2 separate regions of the Bombyx mori genome follow, and region 1 is linked to region 2. Evidence: chromatin contacts called from public Hi-C data. All regions are on one chromosome and are shown on one strand. Each heading gives the region's core, a stretch centred on a gene start, on an enhancer-like site or on the middle of the called end of the contact. The rest is flanking DNA. Distances are from core to core; before and after follow the strand shown.

Region 1 (4,736 bases), core at 2,052-4,551, 59 kb before region 2:
ATCTTGAAATTTTTTTTTTTATCAATTAAGCTAGTTTTAAATAGTATTAACCTTCTTGCTGTATCAAATGGCTGGCATCATCGGCAGCAGTGACCAGGATCCTGCATACATGCTGTTCCCTGGCTGTCTTAGTGCAAATCACCGCAGACAACTCCGGCTCCGGTATCGACAGACTGCGGTCCGACCAGCCAATCTCATTTACTCTTTGCCCAGAAACTAAATTGTGGGCCATTAAGGTGAAACCCTGTATATGATACAGTAAATTATTATCTCAATGCTACCAAATTTTCTAGCTGTAACATTTTTCCATTATTAGAGGCAAAAAAATACTCAAAAACGTATTTTCATTTTGTTCCAACACGTGACACGTTTTCTTGAATATGCCAAATATGCATTATATATTGACAAAAAGTGTCAGATATCATAAAGCTTTATTACCACATTACCTTCATTTAAAGATAAGGTTCCCTTAAGTCTATTAAAACGAGTAAAAGCTATTTGACTAACCTTAGCCTCATCATTCCAAGTCTGCAAAACTAATGGTCCGCTAGCGCTATCCACAAGAGCAACACTTGCAGATGGCTCACTGATAGCTATATTGATCGCTTCAAACTTATTGCCACGGATCAATATGATTTTTTCATTTAATAGAAACCCTGGTATGACTGTGTTAGTGTCGAAGGGATTCAGGTTTCCATTCCTTGCCGTTGTGTATTCTGCTAAAGGTTTGCTTATGATTTGTACAGCATCAGACGTAACATCCATGGATAAGAGCAGCTGGTTTCCGGGTGATCCCGAGATACAGGTGTAATATGGTGGAGATAAGACACAGCTATGGAATATGAAATAAATTATCGATTATTATTTGAATCTACCACTATTTATAATTAGTTTAAAAAGTTATCATAAATGAACAGACAACATTTTGGCTGGATTCTTTGCATATGTGAAGACCGAAAGCAGAGATCATAAAATCAGGCCATAGGTTCCTCTGCCCACCTTATGTTAGAGGTCAATAGAATGCATAAAGACCACAACAAAGTTTGCCCCAGTTTGATATGGATGACTGAAGTCAATACATTAGAATAAAAATACATTTTTAGCACGACTGTCTGAGTCCTCTTCATTAATTCAGCATATGATTTTTATCAATAATATGAATCATTTTTATGACAATTAATCAATTATTGATTAGAATTTGATTATATTCAGTCTATTATTATTTTTACAATTTAAAATGGTACAATCAGTACTTTAATTGGAGTTAGCAGGTTAAAAATACAAACCCCTCATTGATCCAAACAGCAGGTAGTTTCGAAGTTGCTCCTCGATTATGTCCAGTAGCTACATTGTAGACGCTGACCTCAATGTGAGAGCCAAATTTCGGCACCATATGAACAAGCAGACCATTCTGAACCCACCATTCGGAGAAATCAGTGTGCTCATTCTTCTGGAGGGTGAGGCCCCATTCCCAAATTAGTACGCCTGAAGAAAATACCCATGATTATATTTTATTATTATTAGTAATATTTCATTATGCCTTTATGGTACTATATATAATGATGAATACTAGATTACTATAAATAATGAATACAGCAATAATGTCTAGTAATAATGCAAACTGATTTTGCATAAAAATTTGGAATTTAAATCAAGTGTTTTCTTACTTGATGTATGTAACTGATTCTTTTTTTTTATGTTGCACCATATTTTTAATCATTAGTACAATTTTTTACAGCTATAGAAGGCATGCAGACATACTAACAATTAATGACTTAATTACTAGAAAACATAATATCCATATAATAATGATTGATTTGTTTCGGTCCTATAGACACAGTTTTAGAAATTGAAATACTTGTGTAGAATTAAATATAAGCAAAATAAATGATACTGATGGCCCAGTTGACACACTCATTTCCCTTTCAGTCTGCAAAAGAATCATCACCCCTAAAAAGCCAATTAAATATTTTTACGTACCAGTACTCAAGTCCCATCCCCTAACGAGATAAGGATTGGAGCCCGTCACGGTGATTATTTGATCTGATAGATGCAGCAACTGGATGTTGCCAGAAGATGTACTCTCAAACACATGCCTCCACACTACCTGCCCTGTTAAATTTTAAAATATGAGTTGAGTTTGAATATTGAATATAAATTGAGTTTATTGAGTGTATAGTTTTAACAGCCGTTAAATTTCCAATTTTATTTTTTACCAAAAAACTGCATATATACTAGTGATAAATAATTTTGTGAGCTCACTTGGATAGGTACCTCACTTATGCTAGTACAGCTTTAATGAATATGATACAAAAAGAGCACTGAGAGAATGTTATTATTTAAATTCAAAGAGGTTGGCATTTTTTTTTTTTATTCTGTAAATGATTGAGTTAGTAAAAAGACAGGGTGGTGCTATTGTAGGCCTACATTACTCAACCAGGTAACTGATAACTAAGCTCTGGTATCTCTAAATCCTACTAAACAGACTGCTACCTAATAAGATTAGTTAATCTATGATTTTCCTAAGCAATAAAAATTTAGGTGTATTTGAAACAAGACATGTGCATAATTATAGTTATTAATTAATATGTTTTAACTGTGTTGATTTTATAATGCATAATCAATAAATTTAAGTAATCAAGTTATCATAAATAGTGATAGGGACAATAAACAGTAAGATTTAAGTATGGGTTCTTATCAAAACCATAGGACATACACACTATATATACCCTAATGAATCGGTGGAGCCCTGACTATAGCAATTTTAAAACTATGACTGACTACATCATGTTTTAAGTATTCAACCATAAAATCAACGAATACTGTGAACTTATTGATGCAGATATCTATCAATACCGTGTTTTGAACTAAAAATTATTTTTTAAAAGTTTCGAATAATTAAAATCGGCGTACCTGTCTTCAGATTGAGTGCAGCTAAAACATTCTCTTCGGTCGCTACTATTATCTTCCTGGCGGTTGAAACCGTATCGAATTGGGCGAACTTTATACGCCCAACATAGCTTTGGCGCCTGAAAAGGTTAATTTTATTAGAAAAATAATCCTTGAAAACTAACGATGTCATACAAGGGGCATAACCTAAAATGCATAGTTACCAGTCAAACTTCCCGATTTGATCCTCATAAATGCACATGGATAAATTAATTAGACTAAAAAACACAATAAACCAATTTATACTGTTTAAACATTTTAATAAACCCATAAAATTAGGCTTTAGATTTATTGACAAATTCCCCATCTCCGAAAGACCAGTGTCTGACAGCGGTGATAATTGACAATCCTGACATTGACATAACGATTATAGATTGCCATAATTTTTTTAAAGATTTTATGGCCTGGTTATACTAACATTTTTCTAGAGGAACTACAAAAACTGCTATTCTAGAAGGATCAACCTTATAACTAAAAGAAAACTTTTCGTCTGGTTTATACTGTACGCAACCTGTACTGGAAACCTGAGTGATCTTTCTGTGCACATTTTAGTTGGTATGCATATTTTAGTAATTGTCTTATTATTTCTTCAAACGACTAGTTTAAATAACTTACTCAATGCAACCATTCCAAAAAGAAAAGCAAACTATCGAAGCACCTGAAATTAATTAAATATACAGATTAAGCTAATTAAACACATTAAGCATTAACGTAGAATTGTTGGTAACGTTGAATAGGTTGTAGAATTGTATTTCTATCACATCTATATCATATCTTTATTAAAGCAGATAAGATGGTGCTGCTGATTCTATCAATGTGTGAGTTAAGAAAGTTGCTGTCCATATGTGAATCCTATGCCGAGCATCATTGCCTAAAATATAACCCAAGTAAAAGTGAGCTGTTGATGTTCAGAGGTGTAAGCAAAAGACCGCCTCATGTCCCGCCTGTAATCCTCTGTGGCTAACCTGTACAAAGAGTAACCCAGTTAAAATATTTAGGGCACATTGTAACTGAGGAATTAAAAGATGGACATGGACATGGAACGTAGGGCATTGGTTGTCAAAGGGAGTGTAGTGGCCCAAATAAACCTGCTAATGTTAGTAACATTCCCTACTAAACACTTAGTGATCATGAGCGCTAACGGTATAAAATGATAATATGACTTACTAATTAGGTCAAATAATGTACTTGACTGCCCTGAAATATTCAAATTCTCTGCGTAAAGTAAAAAAAATTTTTGAAGTGAAACTTCTAATGCAACTTTTCGGTAGGCAGCGGCTTGGCTCTGCCCCTGGCATTGCTGAAGTCCATGGGCGACGGTAACCACTCACCATCAGGTGGGCCGTATGCCCGTCTGCCTACAAAGGCAATAAAAAAAAAAAAGCTTCCGTCAACGTTGCGTTAAACGCTTAACGCTACCATACTGAAAGAAAGAGAGCGAGAGTGAATGTGTGGCACTCGAACATACGCGTAGTATACCTTGTTACAGACCAGCGCGAGCGTTAGTAGCGACTCCGTCGGAGCGCCATGGTTCCTGAGGAACGTGGATCTCCACGATGACCTGGAGCTCGATTCCGTTAGTAAGTATCTACAGTCGGCATCGTTGCGCCATTTTGAGAAGGCGGCACGATATAATAACCCTCTTGTCGTGGCCGCTGGAAACTACATACCCGACCCTGTAGACCGTATGGTAAACCGTCGACGTCACCCAAAGCACGTCATTATGGATCTTCCTGATCCATTAACGGTGTTTTTAGGCACCACAAGCACCGGTCACCGTCCTCGTC
Region 2 (4,902 bases), core at 1,040-3,539:
GTCTCCTCATTTGCTTTACAAAACTACGCTAGAGGAAGTGTCCCTCAGAATCGATGTTTTGTTCACGCAATTTATTTTCACGTTCTATCGATGTTTGTGTTTTTGGAACGAAGTTCCTTATCGCGCGTTGTGAAAGGGGACTAGACGGAAAAAATTCTTACGAAAAGTTGTCACGACACTTTTTAGATCCGTCATTCTGACCAATCAACGTGTAGGCGCTTATCGCGTGACATTGCTCGTATCCGATTGGTCCGCGTATTCTCGAGATAGCGTTTCAACAATAGTAATTTAGTTCATAGTATTGTTTTTTTCTTCTTCATAATGCCGTAATTTATTATTATAACTTTAAAAAAAAATTACAATTCCTTCACTAATTAATCGAAAGGAACTTCGTTCCATCCGGGTGTCCCTTGACACCTCTGAAGTTTTTTATTTACGTGCCGCTCTAGACGTCAGTCTTGTGCTTTGGTGTTTTGATATTGACACGAGAGATGATGGATTTCCGGAATCCATCATTTCTGGTTGAGAATATAAAACTGGCGAATTGAGTATTGGATGTCGCTGCCGAGACAAAGTCTTGTTTGCGTTGGTCGTAATAATTATTTTAAAAGCTTTAAAGCTGTTGATTAAAATACGTTGATTTTGTCTTGTGTGCGTCGATTGAAAATTTCACACAAACTTTAAAGTTCTGGCTTGTTGTTTATCAAAGAATTTAATTCTACTGGTGGTAGAACCTCTTGTGAGTCTGTGCAGGTAGGTACCACCGCCCTGCCTATTTCTGCCGTGAAGCAGTAATGCGTTTCGGTTTGAAGGGTGGGGCAGCCGTTGAAACTATACTTGAGACCTTAGAACTGTTATCTCAAGATGGGTGGCGCATTTACATCGTAGATGTCTATGGGCTCCAGTAACCACTTAACACCAGGTGGGCTGTGAGCTCGTCCACTCATATAAGCAATAAAAAAATTGATAAGTTTTTGTGAAGTTTCGGCTGAATTCAGTTAAAAAAATGAGGCATGATTTAAAATGGCATTTGGAGAATTTGTATCGTCGAGGGACGTTGACGAGCTCGCCCTGCGCAGGTTCGACTGGTGCGGGTGCTCGCCGCCGCACGCCATGCGGGGCCGCACGCCGCAGCAGGCGCCGCGCCCGCAGCACGCCCGCCCCGACTACGGTCAGTGCCGCACGCACCACGCCGCCAGCGACATCTGTCGCCCGCGGACTTAACGACTAACCGATGTGACGACACACGTGCTCTCTCACCCTCCGCCACTACTCACACTATCCAACTGTGAACACGGTGTGGTCCCCGCGCGACACTCGCACACTGCCACTCATCCCTTACTAACGCTGCCGACCCGCGCCCGCCCAGCCGACGTAGGACTTGGCTAGATCGACCTCTGCGTGTCTGATTAACGCAATTCATAGACAAACCGAAGAAACGTTTCACTCCCTAAAACTATATTTAGAAGGGCTAACTGTATAACTGCACCGATCATTTAAACGACATAACATTACTTACAGCTTGACCCCCCCGAACCGCATGCTTTTATATCTAAAACGTCATTTGAACGCAACATTTGGAGTTGATGTACTTATTCGGTTTCAGAAGTGTCTGGTAGTAGGGCACGGTGGTGGGCCGCGTCGTCTGCTGACGATCCGAGTTTGTAATTGTTGTGTGTGTTACGAAGAGGACGTAGGCCATGCATGTAGCTCCCGAGCGGAGGGGCCCGCCCCCCTAGCTTGTAAGTTAGCGTTAGTATAGCTTAGCCTCTAAAAGGCCTGTGTTGTGTGTTTATAGATTATGATTACGACTATTACGGATACGGTGATTACCGAGGTGGCTACAATGAGCCGTTTTACCGGTACGATGAGTTCTATTTTGATTACGCGGGGCCGCCGCAACCGTCCGCCGTCCGCCAGCCTCCCAACAGACCGCAGCCGGTGGGTCCCCACACACACTCACTAATGTTATCACTTATTTACTAGTCACTAGTCGCTCCTCGCTCTACTCATCATTGTTCTATTGATTTATTTTTTTTGAGTTGCCAAATTTTTATCATCAATAGTTTAATTTTTTTCTTTTTAATGATTTTGTTGAATCCTGTCCTCGAATGGAGTTAGTGACTCGGTAAAACGGTAGTGTGTAGGCCTGACGGTGGTGATTATACTAAGGCGGACGGACGTGCTCGCGGGGGCCGCGGGGGGCCACCATCAGGTCTATATGGCTGAGGCCGCTCCGACTAACACGCCCGTCTCCCCTAGCGCTTCGTGTCCGTTGACATTCCTCGTTGGCACCGCTTATCATCTCGCCGCGCTTGTCACCACCATGTAGTAGTGCTTTGCTTTGTAAGTGACCCCCCCAGCGTCTCCGTCGCTCGGAACGCTTGAATAACACTAGTAATGTTGTTGCAACGTTTGTATTAAGAAGACTTACTGACCCGCTTGGTGAATGCCTCACTCAGGACGACGAGCTCGGCCTAGGAGCCAACTCACTTTACTACGACCTAACCGGAGGCACTCAGGTACCGACAGAACTGAATTATTCCAAATTTCTTATTATTCTAATTTTTTATTATTATAACTTAGACTAGCGTTCGGGGAACTTTTTTAATTATTAGCCCAAAATATTTTTGTGTAAGTTAATATTACCCTGTGGCAAAGAACAAAAAAAACGCAATCGCTTCTTTTTAGCATCTTTCATATTATAGACCCCATGATAATTATTAAAAAAAATATTATTTTTTCGTTTCATTTTATTTCGTTTCATCGAGTTTGAAATCACGATTCTAAAGAAGTTTCACTTCAATATATACTTTCTACTCACAAAAGCTTCATTTTTACCCCCCAAAATTTCATTTTATCTCATTTGGGGTAATTTACCCCGGTTCCCCGACCGCTGACTTAGACGAATGTTTTATATGTTCCATAGATTGGTAGATTATGTAAACTAAATAGTTGCATAGAAATAGGTACCTGATTGTTTCGTTCAACCGTTTTTTTTCTTGTAAAAGTATTTGGTAGTTTTTTTTTATTCTGGTAACGATATTGTGTTGCCATGTTTAGTAATTTTTTTTAGTAGTTATAATTGGAATTTGGTGCTAAGTATCTAGAAGGAATTACACAGACACGGACTTAGCGACGATTAGCGTGAAACTTATTACGCTACGGCATGTTGTAGAGAGAGCATGTAATATTTTTGAGGAAACTGCCGAGAATATCCAATAATCTTAAAAGTAGATGCCTTTACAGGATTCTTGGAACTGAATTCTGGCAACACTTTTACTAACGAAAAAAATGTCTGAGGTTTTTGTCCACTCGCGCGATTCAGATAAATGTGTGTGTAAATGCTTGCAAAATTATGGCAGAAAATGTCGTAATTGTTGATGTGTGACCGCTTAATTTGCGTAATGATCTATAGCACTACTGTTATCGGTCGTTTTAAATATCACTAACTAACATACAGGGTGTTGTAACTTTACGCATTAACGAAGAGTCCCTTCCCTTCATCTCACACATTTGTTTTATCTGACACTTATCACACGCTTTATTATCAATGAACGCAATAATATATAATATTACCGTACACTATACAAAGTTTAAGAGTGCGGGTTACTAACAAGCCTGGTTTTGGACCGATAATTAAATTTGCGAAGACTATTATCGTTGCCAGCCGAAAGTCGACATTAAAAATGCAGTTAGTGTTGCCGTATTTATTTTTATTTTCGTATTATAGGAATGTAACCGTTAAGTAGATAATAGATTAAAATGCGTATTTTAATTAGATAGAAGGTATTTGAATATTTTTAGACGATGCCGACCATTTTGCGTTACGTATGCGGGTAGCTGGTGATTTTGATGTCGCGATTGGAACGTCACTTGTGAATGAGGCTTTACAGAACATATAAGAGTTTGTTTACTTAAAAAAAGTAGGGTACAATAGTACTATAGTATCGGTGACTCTACAACGCCTCTAAATAAAATATATCTGAATCGAATATATAAAATTCTCGTGTCGCGGTGTTTGTTGCCAAACTCCTCCGAAGTGGCTCAACCGATTCTCATGAAATTTTGTGGGCATATCGGATAGGTCTGAGAATTGATCAACATCTATTTTTCACACCCCTAAATGTTAAGATGGTCCACACAAAAAAATTATCCCAAAAATAATTTATAGGTTTGGCAAAACAAGGTTTGCCGGGTCAGCTAGTAATTCTAAAAAGTTCAAAGACGCAATGAGAACCATCATATATCTCGTCGTATATTTAGTACCTATAACTAAATTAAGGACTTTATTAATGAATTACCAGAAGGGGGGGAATGTGGTTTTGGTTCAACTTCCAGCTCGCTCCTGACTCTATAAGCCATTATACGGTTCAACGGGATGTCGGACTTATACAATAAATAGCTTATACTCTTAACGAAACTCGAGGAGCAAACTATTTATTACTTTGAATAGTATTTCTTGATGATGCTCATTAACGATTTCGTTTATTATTGAATTTTACTCATGAGTGTTGAGTTGTTCAGTTCTTCGTTATATTTTCAAAAACATACTCTATGGTTATTTCATAAATAACTTGTCTCTGACCAAATTTTTCGGTAATGTGCGGTTTTGTTATGAACACATTCGCCATTACATTATGATTATTGTACAGACTTTTTATTATTTTCAGCTAAGGAAAGATTTCAAAAAGTAAAGTTTGATCTAAAAATCCTTTCTGCAATCTTTTACGGGTCCATGTTGCTCGATAACTTAGTTCAACAAGGAAACTATCCGTTTTAAAGTTCGCCTACAAAATGCTGTTTTAACCGAATGCTTGCCAAATTGTCCCTAATATTTTATTGGTCGTCCTTGTTTTTTTTTATTGCCCGAGCAGGCAGGCAAGCATACGGCCCATCTGA

Evidence for each region. A called contact is a pair of places that touch in the nucleus more often than the background predicts.
Region 1: a Hi-C map of whole pupa shows a contact between it and region 2, with 2.2 times the contacts expected there. The contact joins the promoter of LOC101742821 here to the enhancer-like site in region 2. A contact is called at or near these places in 4 of 7 Hi-C or Micro-C datasets (middle silk gland, midgut, posterior silk gland and 1 more).

The regions. Positions count from the first base shown.
Region 1 is chr6:13,915,014-13,919,749 of ASM3026992v2, reverse strand. LOC101742821 (ER membrane protein complex subunit 1) reads right to left here and starts at 3,301. Exons shown (of 16, transcript XM_004923506.5): 1 at 3,114-3,301; 2 at 2,914-3,029; 3 at 1,981-2,112; 4 at 1,287-1,485; 5 at 508-832; 6 at 52-244. The coding sequence starts at 3,256.
Region 2 is chr6:13,854,603-13,859,504 of ASM3026992v2, reverse strand. LOC101735454 (heterogeneous nuclear ribonucleoprotein Q) reads left to right here. Exons shown (of 15, transcript XM_062669163.1): 11 at 1,080-1,171; 12 at 1,799-1,941; 13 at 2,463-2,522. Among protein-coding and RNA genes, the nearest start is that of LOC134199069, 12 kb to the right of the region's middle. Within about 2 kb of position 2,289, at least 4 of the 8 cell types and tissues checked have open chromatin away from gene starts, as enhancers often do.